Regions from separate parts of the Sus scrofa genome. Here region 2 is linked to region 1. A link is a contact called in public promoter capture Hi-C data. All regions are on one chromosome and are shown on one strand. Each heading gives the region's core, a stretch centred on a gene start, on an enhancer-like site or on the middle of the called end of the contact. The rest is flanking DNA. Distances are from core to core; before and after follow the strand shown. Region 1 overlaps RETREG1 (reticulophagy receptor FAM134B). Region 2 overlaps MYO10 (unconventional myosin-X).

Region 1 (7,657 bases), core at 3,302-5,801:
ATGTGGCTCGGGTCCCGTGTTGCTGTGGCTCTGGCATAGGCTGGTGGCTATAGCTCTGATTCAACCCCTAGCCTGGGAACCTCCATATGCCGCGGAGCGGCCCCAGAAAAAAAAAAAAAAATATATATATATATATTCACGATATATAACATATACACTTACCTAATAATAATTCTAATTACCAGAAACTGATACTATGTTTGCTGACAGTGGGAAGTTCCCTCTCACTCCTTTGAAGTAGTACATCCTTACCCTACTCTTTTTCCAAGTTTTAATAATATTTTTCTTGTAATTATAATGGCAACAATATGAGTATGAGAAAACTAATATTTCTTTGGTTATTTCAACTTACAAAGCACTTTCACACCCATTATCTCATTGATCTTGGTGAAAATTCTGTGAATAGGTAGAAAAGGGTGGAGTATTATTAAAGTGTACCAGTTGGAAGAGAAAAAACATACAGAAGTTAGGTGATTTTTCTCAAGTTTGTTTAAGCTAAAACTAGGCAATAGGGATTCAAATTTAAAACTTCTGTTCCTTTTTATCTTACATGAACATTCTGTTTTTGATTATATGTATTCTGGAAGTGATGGAGAACCCACAGTGGACACTTCCATACCCAGGACCCACCTCAAGGAAGGAAACACCACGGAAGCAATTGATGAACTCAGCATGATCTTCCACAATGTGCTTATTCCTGCATCTTTTTTTTAATTCCTTCCTCTTTTTTCTGCCCATATTTTTCTATTCTGATAACTCCCAGCTCTCAACAGTTGGTGTTTTTTTGATAAAATATACTTTACTTAAGTATATTTGCTTGTTTTTCCTGTAACTGTGCAGAAAGTTAGAAAGGGTGCCCCAGACAGGAGGAATGTTTAGAGCCAGGCCAGAAGTAAAATATCCCACAGGAGAGGGAATTTTGCTCTTGCCGAATCTGAGACTAAATGCCAATGGGTAGTTCCCATCGTGGTGCAGTGGAAACGAATCCAACTAGGAACCATGAGATTGTGGGTTTGATCCCTGGCCTTGCTCAGTGGATTACGGATCTGGCATTGCCACGAGCAGTGGTGTAGGTCACAGACACGGCTCGGATTTAACAATGCTGTGGCTCTGGTATAGGCTGGCAGCAGCAGCTCTGATTTGACCCCTAGCCTGGGAACCTCCATATGCCACGAGTGCGGCCCTAAAAAGCAAAAGGAAAAAAAAAAAAGAAGCCATTGGACAGGTCCTTTGGTGCCACACCTAGAAGAGAAATAACTGTTAAAAGTCTCATATCTGCTTTCAAAATGCGTTGTTGGAGCCCGATTGCAGCTGGTTCTGTGCGAGTCTCACGTTCAGTCTTCTTCAGGTTACTTTGGTCCCAGTCTGGAATTTGCTGATCTGCATTAGATCTGTAACCGGCAGTGAGCTAAATCCGAATTTAATCAGTGGAAAGCAAATGAGGGGCGCTTCACTAGGGTCTCCAGATGTGGGCTTAGGGCCCCCATGCCCTGATGGCTTCATGCGCCCTGGTCCAGTGGCCCTGATGTACCATTTCAGCCACTTCACAGACGACCTGAACACAACTGCTTGGGGTAGGGGGGTGGGGGGAGGCGGAGGAGAGACCCCTCTCCTCGCTGTTTATCTTGGTGCCAGTAACAAACCCTCTTGGTTAAGAACCTCCAAGACTCTGTGCCAGATTCAAGGTCAGGAAGTGCGGGGGAGGGTGTGAAAGAACGGCGTTCTGACGCTGGGGAGGGAAGGCAGAAACCCAAGGAGGAAGCCTCCAGGGCCAAAGAAGAAGGAAGGAAGCGAGGACAGTGACCGGGGAAGCAGACAGGATCGAAAAATACCGGGAAGAGCATCCCCTGGCCAGGGACCTGGCTCCCTGCAGCTCCTTATCCCACCTCCCACCCCATTTGGGGCTCCACCTGGAGGCAGCGGGCGGGCCCTGGGTGTCTTCAGTCACCTGAGTGGAGGGGTGTGGACAGGTGACACACTGCCTATTCCAGCCGCCTTGAAGGGACCCTAGGCCACCCAGACTGAGCTCTGAAAGTGTCTAATCTCAGAAGCCCTTCCACACGAGATAATCGTGGCCAGGCACCCACTGGGTTATTGTTTGTTTGTTTTTTTTCAAGGTGCATCCAAGACAGTTGCTCTGCAGGTGACAGGGTGATGGGCTGGGCCCCTGTTTTCATGGAGCACAGTCTGAATGGGGGAGAATTTTTTTTTAACACTTACATTAAAAAACAAGTAAACCAGTCTTTATGATAATGAGAGCTGAAAAAATAAGAATGGCAGTGTGGGAGATGACCTGGTTGGTGTGTGGGATGGAGGAAGTTAAAAAGGCCTCTCTAAGGAAGTGCCCTTGGAGTTGAGATTTGAAGGCGCCGGTCACGGGAGGGCATAAGGAGAACAGATTCCAGAGGGGGCCCCAGCTTGGGCAGAGATTCCGAGAGGGTATCGGCTGATACCTATAAGGAGCAGAAAGGCGGGAAAAGTGAGTAGGAAAGAGGACAGCACTTCTTAGGCCACAGTAGGCAGTTGGATGTTATTCGAGGTGTGAGAAGTTAGGAGAGGGTTTGAGGCAAGGGACTGGGGCCTGTGGGGCCACGTGAATTCTTGAGAGACATTTTGAGGTAAGATACGCTTTTGTGAATTGGCCAGAGGACCTTGGCACTGTTTATAACTTTTCATGGAAACCCGGATTCTGAGGTGTAAAAATGCCAACTTTTGGAATGTAACTGAGTGTGTAAGTTGGGAATTAGCTGGATATGTGATACAGAAGTCGGTATAGATGACACATCAAGAAAATCCAAGGACAAGTATGGATGTGTAGGTATGACTGGGTCACTTTGTTGTACAGCAGAAATTGACAGAACGTGGTAAATCAACTATAATAAAAATTTTTAAAAAAAAGAGAGAGAAGAAAATCCAAGGGCAAAAGCTAGCACATTGGAAGTTGCAGAGTTGTTTGGGGTCACATGTCAGGTGACAAGGACCTGGGTTCAGTGCATGGTGGTGCAGACCTGCCCTAGGTGCCTGGACTCACATCAGGGGCTTTGCCTTCTGCAAGACCAGAACAACTTCAGGCAGGTCAGGCCCAGTGATATGGGCCCTGAGGGTGGAACATGCTCAGTGTGGATTTGGGGGAACAAGTGTCTCAGAAGTCCACAGTGAATAAGGGTGACATGGCATCCTGCTACTCAGGGGACAGGAGAAGGAGCCCTGGTGGGATGGCCCCTTGAAAATCGCAGAGTGGAGTTCCTGTTGTGGCTCAGCGGGTTATGAACCCATTTCGTCTCCATGAGGGTGCGGGTTTGATCCCTGACCTCGCTCAGTGGATTAAGGGTTGCTGTGAGTTGCAGTGTAGGTCGCAGACATGGCTTGGATCCTGCGTTGCTGTGGCTGTGGTGTAGGCAGGCAGCTGTAGCTCCAATTCAGCCCCTGGCTTGGGAACTTCCATATGCCACAGGTGTGGACTTAAAAAGCAAAAGAAAGAAAGAAAGAAATGGCAAAAAAAAAAAAAAAAAAAAAAAAAAGGAAAAGAAAAGAAAGAAAGAAAATCACAGAGAGCAACTTCTTTCCAGATTGTTCAGTAACATCTGCTTGTGTTGCACCCAGATCTAATGCTCAACTAGTAAGTAGACTATTACTGAGGACAGTGTGCAGGTTTGGCATTTAAGAGGCAAAATGTTGGCTGTTAACACCAAACTCTCTGAACTTGTTATTTGAGGTCTCATATAACATAGTAAAGACTCAAAAGTTTGAAAAAGGCTACTCAGCCTCTAAAACTGTTAACTCTTGTTATAGCAATCTCTGCTATTTGCACATTAGACCTACTCTGCTCTGGAGTGGAGAAATTGCCATATATTTGGGTTCTGGATATATGAAGGGTTATTGTGCTTAAGAAAACCAAAGCTTTTCAAACACACAGTGGCCTCTTGAGTGTTTGGAAATGGCATTAGCAAGCACATGGAATTTTGGTCTTGGAAGGTTTAAAAGAAGTTGTTTTTAAATATATTCTTTAATTCAGATGTTTTGATAATTCAGGTTGGCTCATCTTATAATGTTAATTCATTTTAATTTTTAATATTAATTTTAAATTAATTTTATAGGTTTAATTTTCCCTCATGAAGTCTATGCTGTGCTAATACTATTTCTCTAAAATACAAAGTGAGGCTAAGAAAAGCATCATGAAGTCTGACCCGAACGCCCAGGCTCACGCTTTGTGTGCCTGTACCATCGGTTGAGTCCCACCAGAGGGCGTATTTCAGCCTTCATATGCCTGCCAGAGAGAGTCCTTACGCTGCTGTTGGTTTTCAAATAGGCAGAGAGGTGAAGTGAATAAATGCAGTTCACACAGAGGTTAAGTGTGCTCCATTGTCTTCCCTTATACATCCCCAGGGCCTTCTAGGCGTTCAAGAAAGCTTCGTCGAAGGCACAAATGATTTATTTTTCTTCTCCCCTCTAATACAGTCGTGGAAAATATCTCTCTGGCATAGACAGTGTTTACCACTTTTAAAATCCTACTCTGACCCAGCTGGGCTGATATTTGCAATTTGACTGAGAACACAGAGAACAACGCAGTCTGTCCTTGTCGCAAGAGAGTTTGTTCAGCGTGAGATAGTTTAACGACCAGTTAACAAGCAACATTCTTCCCAAACCCATGCGGTTCCCCAGAAGCTTCCAGTGATGAAGCCTTGTTAAAGGCTTTTTTCTTTTTTCTTTTTTTTAAGGGCTGCACCCACGGCATATGGAAGTTCCCAGGCTAGGGGTGGGATCAGAGCTGCAACTGTTGGTCTACGCCACAGCCACAGCAATACTGGATCCCTAACCCACTGAGTGGGGCCAGGGATTGAACCCACCATCCTCATGGACACTAGTTGGGTTTGTAACCTGCTGAACCACAGTGGGAACTCCAAAGCTCATTTCTGTTTTATCAACAGGGGGTCACTTTGCCATCCCTAAAATGTGATGAAGATTTGTTTTCAGACCCGAAGATGGGCTGCAGCTGCCGTGTGGGTGGGCCGTGGAAAGGTCTGTCCTGGGGCTGCCAAGAGAAGTTGTCCCTGACAGGGAGCTGGCTCACTCCTGCAGGCTGTCCTTACTTCTGGCCTTTTGTTCCTTCATGGGCACATGGTGTAGAGCCCATGCGTCTAGAGCTCCAGGGTTTCTCCTCACTGTGGAAATCTGAGTCCCACAGAAGGCATGTGAGGGGACAGACTTACCTGAGGGGCAGATCCCTTTTTTTTAATTGTTATTTCCTCAATACAGTTTTTTTTCTACTGTACAGCATGGTGACCCAGTTACACATACATGTATACATTCTTTTTTCTCCCATTATCATGCTCAAATCTCATGCACAGCGGTGTTTGCCCACTGAGATGTTATGACTGTCCCTTTAGGGAAATAGAAATAGTATAGAGGAAAATGAACATAAAGAAGAAATGTATTGTACTTGTATTGTACTTGGTGTAGGTCGCAGACTTGGCTAGGATCCCGCATTGCTGTGGCTCTGGTGTAGGCTGGCAGCTGCAGCTCCAATTTAATCCCTAGCCTGGAAACTTGCATATGCTACAGGTGCGGTCCTAAAAAGACAAAAAAAAAAAAAAAAAAAAAAAAGACAGTGAGTTTGGGGGCTTTAAGACTATTATCCGGAGAAAGAAGTATTTACTGGCTACTTATTTTTATAAATTTTTTTCAGTTATCATTTTTTAAAAAGTTTTATTGAAGTGTAGTTAATTTATAAGTTGTGATAATTTCTGCTGAACAACAAAGTGACCCAGTCTATACACATACCATCCTTTCTCAAAGATTCTTTTCCCACAGAGATTGTCTGTCTGTGGTAAAACTTACCCTCTGGCTCCCTCTCCCTGCTCTTTTTTTTTTGTTTTTTTTTGGTTTGTTTTTTTTTTGTGTCTTTTTAGCTATTTCTTGGGCCGCTCCCGCGGCATATGGAGGTTCCCAGGCTAGGGGTCAAATCGGAGTCGTAGCCACCGGCCTACGCCAGAGCCACAGCAACGCAGGATCCGAGCCGCGTCTGCAACCTACACCACAGCTCACGGCAACGCCGGATCCTTAACCCACTGAGCAAGGGCAGGGATTGAACCCGCAACCTCATGGTTCCTAGTTGGATTCGTTAACCACTGCGCCACGACGGGAACTCCCCTCTCCCTGCTCTTGAAAAAATTGCTGCTCAGTGGCATCTCTTCCTAACAGAGGGATGCTCCAAAGGTCTGGTCTCTTGATGAATATACTTATTTATATAGAATAACTTCCTAGTGAGTTGCAGCTCACATCTTCAGGCATAAACACTTAACTGTTTTAACTGTTTTAACTCTTCTGTCGTGTGACTGCAGACGTGGTCTGTGGAAGGATGCAAAGTCATTTCCAATCCTGGCTGCCAATCCCCGCCTTCCCATTGACTAGCTGGTTGGCCTCTCTGAATTTCATCTTGTTATCAATAAAATGGGGATAGTAACATTTCCTTTATAGGTTTGTATTACAGATTAAATGTGGTAACCCACACTAAATACTGAGCTTGATGAGTGGCTCATTGTAAGTCCTCAAAAAATAGGGAATAATGCTTAACATAAGTTATACATTTGCTTACGCCACACAGAATAGGTCACTTTTGCGTGGAAGCACCTCAGCCGTCTGTGGTCTGTCGGTTGTGACTGTCCTGACTGCCGGTTGTGATCTCTCCAGAGGGTATTCAGCATCTGCACTCCATGCAGTCTCTCTCGAGGGTGGTCTCAGCCGCGAGTGTATACGAAACGGTGCACTCCTGGGTGGTTTGATCTGGCTGGTCTGTTTGGTAGGGCTACAAGGGGCGTATGTTCGGTTTGCACCGTTTTGATCCTTCCTGGAAGTGACTTAACCAGGTGAGCCTGGGTTGCTACCAGTGACCTGTGTTGGTGAAAGGAGTTACCACTTCTTGGGGGAACAAGGATGTCTGCCCACTGTGTTGGACAGTGAGCTGAGGACCCGCAGGAGGGGCGCTCAGGGCACAAGTTATCTTCTGTCTGATTGGTCTGCTGCGGTTTTTTTGTTTTTTGTTTTTTTCCTTTTGTCCTTTTTTAGGGCCTCACACGCGGCACATGGAGGTTCCCAGGCTAGGAGCTGTAGCTGCCAGCCTACGCCACAGCCACAGCAATGCCAGATCCCTGACCGGCTGAGTGAGGCTAGGGATTGAACTCGAGTCCTCATGGATACTGGTTGGATTCATTTCCACTGCACCACAACAGGAACTCCTGGCTTTAATCTGATGGGCACTGTGAACCTTCTGATTTAGCCACGCCGAGGTAAAGTTACAGCTTGTGTCTGGATCATGTGCACGACCTTCCGGATGCACCTCTGGGCACCCTTCCTCCCCTGCGCTTTCTTATTTTCTCTCCCATCAGGCGTCTTAGCCTCATTCCTTCGTAGGGTCACTACCTGCCCTGGCTGCAGCAGCTGTGTACAGGGCACCCAGCTGAGGGAGCTCGTCGGGGGCTGCCTCTGCCCATCCCAGGCTCTGACCCCAAGCCCTGGGCCCTCGTGTGGGGCTGTGTCTTCTGGAGAAAATTCACTATTTTGTACAAATACATCCAGTGGACTAACAGGCTGTGCTCCCTGAGGTCTTTATTTTATCCCTTGTTTCCTATGTACTTTTTTTTCTTTTTCTGGCCACACC
Region 2 (7,657 bases), core at 2,832-5,331, 140 kb before region 1:
TAAAACCCAGAAAATCTGGTATAGAGAAATATCAGTGTAAATCATTATTCATGAATTTATCAGACAAAAGGGCTTCAGTTTTCTTGCACTGTTCCTACTAACATGGGTCTGCAAGAAACTGGCCCAGTGTCTACTCCAACCAGTGGGCAAAATACCTTACATTCTTTTTGACAAGGAAGAGATATAGCTGATTTCAAGAGAACCAGGGAAAACAGCCCTTTGGGGGTTTTTGGTTTGGTTGTTTTGGTTTGGTTTTTTTGGCTGCACCCATGGCATGCAGAAGTTCCCCGGCCAGGGATTGAACCTGTGCCACAGCAGTGACAATACCTGGTCTTGACCCTCTGCACCACCAGGAAACTCCTAAAATAGCACCTCCGAAATGCTGGGTAACCACACACGGCAGTGTTAGGAGGCTGCCTGGACCCTCACTTTTGCCTGCAGCTCCGTCTGGGCTCTGACAAGGCGCTTTGTGAAACCCCAGCTTCAGAGGCTGAAGACCTCATGTTTTCCAGGTTGTGGAGAAGCTGATCCGAGGCCTGGCCATGGAGGACAGCAGAAACATGTTCGCGCTCTTTGAGTACAATGGACAGGTCGACAAAGCCATCGAAAGCCGTACCATCGTAGCGGATGTGTTGGCAAAGTTTGAAAAGTAAGTTCCTTCTACCAGAAATGTCAGCAGATCTGAGAAAAGAAATGTAGAGCAGGAGGGCTTGAACGTCTATTGAGTTTCGGCCTCAGCGTGCATCTCACCTTGTGTTGAAGCATATTTAATTCACACGCGACCTCTGTTAGCCTGTTCCCCTTGGTTCCTAGATATATCAAGTCTCTTCCTCAAATATCGTTCACCCCATCATTGTTCCTCTGACCCATTCTCTCTCTCCGTCCCCTGGTGTACTCTTTATCTTGGAATTTTCTGATTCTTAGATTTTACTTTTCATTGGCTTTGAAGCCAGGCAAGTAGGTAGAAGCCAATTTATTAATTCTTCAAACCCCATTTTTTATCTACAACATTCAGACCCCCCAAGTAACACAAAAGATACTCCCTGGTGTAAACACAGCCTCCCTGATGTTCTTGTCCATTTTTCTTAATATTTTTTTATAGCTTGAGAGTTGTTAGAGGGAATGAAGAAAGAGGCTTTATTTCCTTTTTTCCTCTGGATTCAGCATAATGCTTAGCTGGGGCTAACCAGACTGGGACATTCAGAAATACTTGTTAGCTCAGGTTAACTGAAGGCTGCCTGTTTGCTGTCTTCAAGTGAAACCAGGACAAAAGCTTTTTTTTGGCCTCTGGGTAAACAAAATCAGCGGGGAGCTCCAAGGAGTGTCAATCCGGCTATATTTTCTCTCCCTCCGCCCCCATCTCCTCCCTCTCTGTCTGAGCACAGGGTGTCTGAATTGTTACAGAGAATACACCTGTGGGCCACCCCTGGCCCGTTTCTTGCTTTGCTTTCTGAGTCTCTCTCAACTTCTGTCTGTAGGCTGGCTGCCACATCAGACGTGGGTGACCAGCCCTGGAAGTTCTACTTTAAACTCTACTGCTTCCTGGACACAGACAACGTGCCGAAAGACAGCGTGGAATTTGCATTTATGTTCGAACAGGTAAATGGAGCTCTCTGGTTCCTTTGCAGGCGAGCGAGGGTGAAACCCATCCATAGACCACGCGCCATCCTCCCTGTGCGGACATGAGCTGCCTGTCCTTAGAAATCACACGAGGCGCAGAGTTGTATTTGTTCTAGTGAGGGGAACAGTGAAGGTCTAGTGTTTTTTGCAGGTTTAAGGTTTATACATGGTACAGCTTTGTGGTCTCTAATTCCTGCACTTTATATGGGATCTCCAGGAATTTCTTTACCTACTCGTTGCAAGCATGTACCCTAAAAAAACAGCCTCTCTTCCATCCCTTCACCACACCCCCAGCCTTTGGTAACCATTATTTAATTCTTGTTTTCTCCAGTTCAGTTTTTCGCTTTGTTTGGTTTTTTAGATTCCCCATGTAAGGGATATTATACAATATTCGTAATGACAGATTTCCTTTTTTTCTCAAGGCCGAGTAGTAGTCCATTGTGTGTGTATGTATGCTTTTATCCTTTCATCTGTTAATAGACACTTAGCTGGTTTCCATATCTTGGCTGTTATGAACTACAGTAAACATGGAAGTGCAGCATCTCTTTAATAAAAAAAATTTTTTTAATTTTTAAAAAGGGCAAGACATCACACGTGGCAGTGGACTTCCCAGCATGGACAGGGTCAGCTGCTCTTTCATTCAGTTGTAGAATGAAATTCTACACTTATTATTTGAACTCCTATACCAGGAACTGTTCTAGTTGAGGGGAGAGACAGTAAGAAATAAAGTACATGTGTTCAGTGGTATCCGTGCCAGGGAGGGATTTAAAACAGCAAAGGTTGGGGGGGGGGTCAGGGTACAATTTCTAGGGAAGGTGGCATTTGAGAAGGTGGCTTAGGCACAAGTGGCCAAGGGAGCAAGCTGGCCAAGCATCCCTCCGCGCCCCTAAAGCTCTCGCCCACCTGCTTGCAGGCCCACGAAGCCGTCATCCGCGGCCATTACCCAGCCCCCGAGGAGAACCTGCAGGTGCTGGCTGCCTTGCGGCTACAGTACCTGCAGGGGGATTACACACTGCACGCCACCGTCCCGCCTCTCGAGGAGGTCTACTCGCTGCAGAGGCTCAAGGCCCGCATTAGCCAGTCCACTAAGAGCTTCACACCCAGCGAGAGGCTGGAGAAGAGGCGCACAAGCTTCTTGGAGGGGACGCTGCGGCGGAGCTTCCGGACAGGGGCCGCCGTGCGCCAGAAGGTGGAGGAGGAGCAAATGCTGGACATGTGGGTCAAGGAGGAGGTGTCCTCGGCACGAGCCAGCATCATGGACAAGTGGAAGAAGTTTCAGGGGATGAGCCAGGAACAGGCCATGGCCAAGTACATGGCCTTGATCAAGGAGTGGCCTGGGTACGGGTCGACGCTCTTTGATGTGGAGGTAAGAGCTGGCTGCTGCTTCCTGGCCCAGGTTGCACCTGAGTCAGTGTGACCGTGGTCAAGTTCATAGGGAGGGCAGACCAGGCCCAACATTGGACTGTCTTACCCTCTTCTATTAGAGCCCCTGACATTTTACCCTTAACACCCCCACCACCTACCCAAGGTGTATGTCCTCCTTTATAGTAAATACTTTCTTAATATTGGAAGCGACCAGAAAATTTAAATGTCACTCTTTTTTTTTTTTGGCTGCAATGTGCAGCAGCTTGATGTTGGATCTCAGGTCCCAGACCAGGGATTGAACCTGGGCTGCAGCAGAGAAAGTGCTGCATCCTAACTGCTAGACCACCAGGGAGCTGACAAGATGCCACTTATTCTTAAGTAACTTCCAACTCCATGTTATTCAAGCTATAGATCCAGTTAAAAAGTGCTGGTAAAAATCTACATTAATTTTTTAAAGTTTTTTGGGACTTTGTACATAAAATTAGAAATTTGGGATAGACTTGGATTTTTATTTTTTCCCATGACTGTTGGTAGGGAGGAATTTCTGTTACACAGTTGGAATTTGGCTAAAATTCACGTCAACCTAGTACGGATTCATATCCTTTTTTTAAAACGTAAACCATTTATTGAAAGAAAACCTTATTACTGATCTAGATCAAGGCTTGGCAAACTGCCCAGTGGCCAGATCCTGCCTGCCTTCTTTTTGTAAATAAAGTTTTATTGGAACACAGCAATGCTCATTCCTTTATGTATTTTTCTCAGGCAGCTTTCACGCTAAAATGGCAGGGTTAAATAGCTGTGACAGAGACCACAAAACCTAAAATATTTACCCTTAAACCACTAAGTTGGCCACAACCCCTGTCTGTTTTCCTTGTGATCATAGTCAATCAGCATGTTATTTCATGACTTTTAAATGAGGCGCTATAAAAATGTAATTCTTGAGCATCTGTTCCAGGATCCTTTCATGACTTTTCATTGGATGCTGTCTTTCTGTGGGTTGATTCAGTTACATTTGTTTTTAAGTACAAGTCCTGGCTCTTATTTTCCACTGCTGATTGTGCAAGAAAGTCTGTTGTTAAACAAGTTAGATCAGTCACTGTGCACACAACTGGTCATTGCTGCTCCTTGTCCTGTGTTGTTTAATAAGAGAAGCCAAAACTGCCCAGCACAAATTTGGGGAATTTCCCTATGGGATCCTAGATTGTTTTATTTGAAAAATTATCATCTTGGAGTTCCCAGTGTGGCTCAGCAGGTTAAGGACATGACATGGTGTCCATGAGGATTCGGGTTTGATTCCCTGGCCTCACTCAGTGGTTAAGTTGCGGCGTAGGTTGCAGATGCTGGCATTGCTATGGCTGTGGTGTAGGCTGGCAGCTGCAGCTCCGATTCGACCCTGAGAACTTCCGTATGCCGCAGGTGAGGCCGTAAAAAGAAAAAGAAAATAGGAATGGAGGCAGAACTAGAGATAGAAGAGGGTAGCCCTGGCTCAGGCTGCTTGATTTGCTGGGGGGCTCCTTGTCAATTTCCGCAGCTACTGCCAACTCCACGCTACTGATTCAGGTGGCTGTTACAACATCAGGTAATGATGTTGAGATGTGGGGCATGCAGGCCAGATGTTGGATTTACCAGTGAGGGTTCCCCAAATGCACGGGATCAGCCAGTCAGAAATCACTCAGGACAGCTGTATTTCACTTCCCCCCCAGGCACGAAGACACGTTGAATGTGTTTAATAGTCCGTGCAGTGTCCTTGACTTAGAGCCTCTCTTGTTTCTGTTTCTAACGTTGATGACCTAACAACCCTTGCACTGACTCTCGCCCACCAGTGCAAGGAAGGCGGCTTTCCCCAGGACCTCTGGCTGGGCGTCAGCGCGGACGCTGTCTCCGTCTACAAGCGTGGGGAGGGGAGGCCGTTGGAAGTCTTCCAATACGAGCACATCCTCTCCTTTGGGGCCCCCCTCGCCAACACATACAAGATTGTCGTCGATGAGAGGGAGCTGCTCTTTGAAACCAGTGAGGTAAGAGGCGAATCTTTCATCTGTGGCCTTGGCAAAATAAAAAAGCAACACCCCGTTTCCTAAAATTTGACAAATTTTATTTGGATATTTTGCTTTAAGACATAGGAAGGTACAGTCTGGTGGTCCCTCCCCAGCTGCAGGCTTCTCACGGGCCAAAAATCGGACAGCCCCAAATTTCTTCGGTATCATTTGGCAGAATTACTAGATGATGTGACAGTGGATGGCATCTGGGGGAACTTGGATCCGGCCATGTCCACAGAGCAGGAGGGAGCAAGGGGCAGACCATTCTGGACAGAGCTGATTCTAGCCAGCAAAAAAAAAAAAAAAAAAAAATTGCAAAAAAGACCTATCTCTTTGGGAGCTGCTCTTGTGGCTCAGCAGGTTAAGAACCTGACTAGTATCCATGAGGATGCAGGTTTGATCCCTGGCCTCCCTCAATGGGTTAAAGGATCCAGAATTGCTGTGCGCTGTGATGTAGGTCACAGATGAGGCTTGGATCCTGTGTTGCTGTGGTATAGACTGGCAGCTGCAGCTCCAATTCAACCTCTCGCCTGGGAACTTTATATGCCACAGGTGTGGCCATAAAAAGAAAAACAAACAAAACACCCCTCTATGTATGTATGCCATCCTGTTCCAGAGCTTAAAATATGGCGGTAATAGTGATGATAATACAAGAAGCCCACTGGGGTCTCTGCACAGGGAGCTGCTAACACCTCAAGATTGGAAATGGGCACGAATCACATGCTGCCCATTCGGCTGTTGGTTTAAGTGATGGGGAGGATATGCTGGGAGACGGTGATTGGACAAGGATGTGGTGCAGGAGGTGTCATGGAGCTGAAACAAGATGGGGGCCTCCCACTGGAGGGTCTCCGGAGCAGGCTGCAGGGTTTGGTCCATTGCATAGACAATAGGGAACTGCCATAGGATCTTTGGGCATGATATGTAACAATAACAGTGCTTTTACAGAGATGTGGGATGAGATTGGAGTCCAAGAGAGAACAGGGAAAAATGGAAGTCAGTAGGGGTATCTTCACAAGGATGCAGGCCATCAGGAGGGACAGGCCAGAAGGGGTGACAGTGAACGCATCATCTGAAATAACTACTGCAAGCTTGGAGCTGGCAGGAAGCAGAACGGCAAATAGCTCTGCCAGGCCCTCAAGTCTCATTTCTGTGTCCAGAGTCACCGTGAGGAGTTGACCAATCTTTAAAAGCTGTGATTGTGGGCGCTGTCGTTTCCCCTTTTAAGTGGGGACAGTGACCCCCGCCATAATCACGGCAGCACACTTGTGTCATCCCGTGGGGGCTTTATTTTACCTGCAAAATGTGACAATTATGCCGGGCAACCACCAGGTGGCGCGCGTTGTATTGGGAAAGACAGCGAGTGCCCTTCTTCCGGCGTAGGAATAGGGAAAAGCGGATCAACTTTGGGCCGCATACGCAGCCTGCGCTGTGGAGTCCGTGGATTCTCACAGCAGGCCCCTGGCTTTTGCTGGAAGGATGGCCCCCGTTTGCCCTTGCTGGGCAGAGACTGCCGTGCCTGGTCATTATCCCGGGCCCCCTGACCCCATGGAGGCTGATGACCCTGTACCAATTCTGCTCCCCGGCAGGTGGTGGACGTAGCCAAGCTGATGAAAGCCTACATCAGCATGATCGTGAAGAAGCGCTACAGCACCTCGCGCTCCGTGAGCAGTCAGGGCAGCTCCAGGTGAAGGTGGCTGGGAGTCCCCGTGAATGCGGCATCTGCACGCACCACCCGCTGCAGCCCCAACCGGCTCCCGTGCCTGGAGCCCGAAGCAGGGCCGCCCGGGCTTTCTGGAAGACCCTCATCGGAGGAGGGTGTCTCGGGGGACCTTACGCCCCGTCCACTCCAGTGATCGCGTATCCAGCTGTCAAGCTTAACCCAGTTTCCAAAGCTTTACTTCACTTAGATGACACATGCCTTAACAAGAGAGGAAATGATACCCACGCTGCCACCAAAGCAGCCAGAAGTGCCTTAACTTGTGGAACCTACATGAATCCACCTTAACTGTGCTACTGAAGGGACATGCTGGGCCCCCCCCTTTCAGGAGAGACTTCCTAAGGTTGGAAGGGAGTGGGGGGGGCGGCTGATCCATCAATTCTGCACTAACCTCCCAGCCTGATTTCCCCTTGGAGGGAAGGTGAGGGAGTTGGGAGGGGAACGGAGGGAGAGTGAAGGGACAGTCTGTTTTAGTTGGAGCGCTGCTGGCAGCCTTCCTCGCTGACGTGAATTAACTTTTTCTCTTTGTTTCATCTTTGAAGTCTGTGTGCTTGCCCAAGCATGCATGTGTTCATAAACAAACCCATCACTTTCATCATTGTTCCAGGAGCACTAAGAGCAGAGGGAAAGACGGTGTGCAATGGTCTGTATATTTTAATAGTTCAGAGTTACAGGCGTCCATGCTTCCTTTCCAAGGAGGTTTTACTAACAGACCGGAATCCTGGATTTTCCTGTCTTTGCTGTATTGCAAAAGCCACATTTTGACTCCAGTTTTGTCTTACATGTAGCAGCGTCTGCAATCTGTGTCTGCTGTATTATAAACGGATATGCAGCCTACAAATAACTGTATTTATAAACCACTCTTCAACAGCTGGCTCCAGTGCTGTTTTTAGAACTCTATGAAGTCATGTTGGAGTCT

What was found. Promoter capture Hi-C pulls out the DNA fragments that hold promoters and counts their contacts.
Region 2: a contact with region 1 is called in a promoter capture Hi-C map of liver, with 7 times the contacts expected there. The contact joins two enhancer-like sites. A contact is called at or near these places in 1 of 5 promoter capture datasets (liver), 9 of 47 Hi-C or Micro-C datasets (blood, embryonic fibroblasts, fetal heart ventricle and 3 more) and 2 of 2 datasets of contacts at active chromatin or transcription factors (alveolar macrophages and skeletal muscle).

What each region holds. Positions count from the first base shown.
Region 1 is chr16:5,766,660-5,774,316 of Sscrofa11.1, reverse strand. All of the region lies in intron 3 of RETREG1 (reticulophagy receptor FAM134B), which reads left to right. Among named protein-coding and RNA genes, the nearest start is that of ZNF622, 56 kb to the right of the region's middle. Within about 2 kb of position 4,551, at least 13 of the 83 cell types and tissues checked have an H3K27ac peak or open chromatin away from gene starts, as enhancers often do. A contact at or near this core is called in liver, where this site is marked.
Region 2 is chr16:5,907,550-5,915,206 of Sscrofa11.1, reverse strand. It overlaps MYO10 (unconventional myosin-X), which reads left to right. Exons shown (of 41, transcript XM_005672397.3): 37 at 513-649; 38 at 1,479-1,599; 39 at 2,534-2,986; 40 at 4,809-5,000; 41 at 6,608-7,657. The coding sequence ends at 6,709. Among named protein-coding and RNA genes, the nearest start is that of RETREG1, 32 kb to the right of the region's middle. Within about 2 kb of position 4,081, at least 1 of the 83 cell types and tissues checked has an H3K27ac peak or open chromatin away from gene starts, as enhancers often do. A contact at or near this core is called in liver, where this site is marked.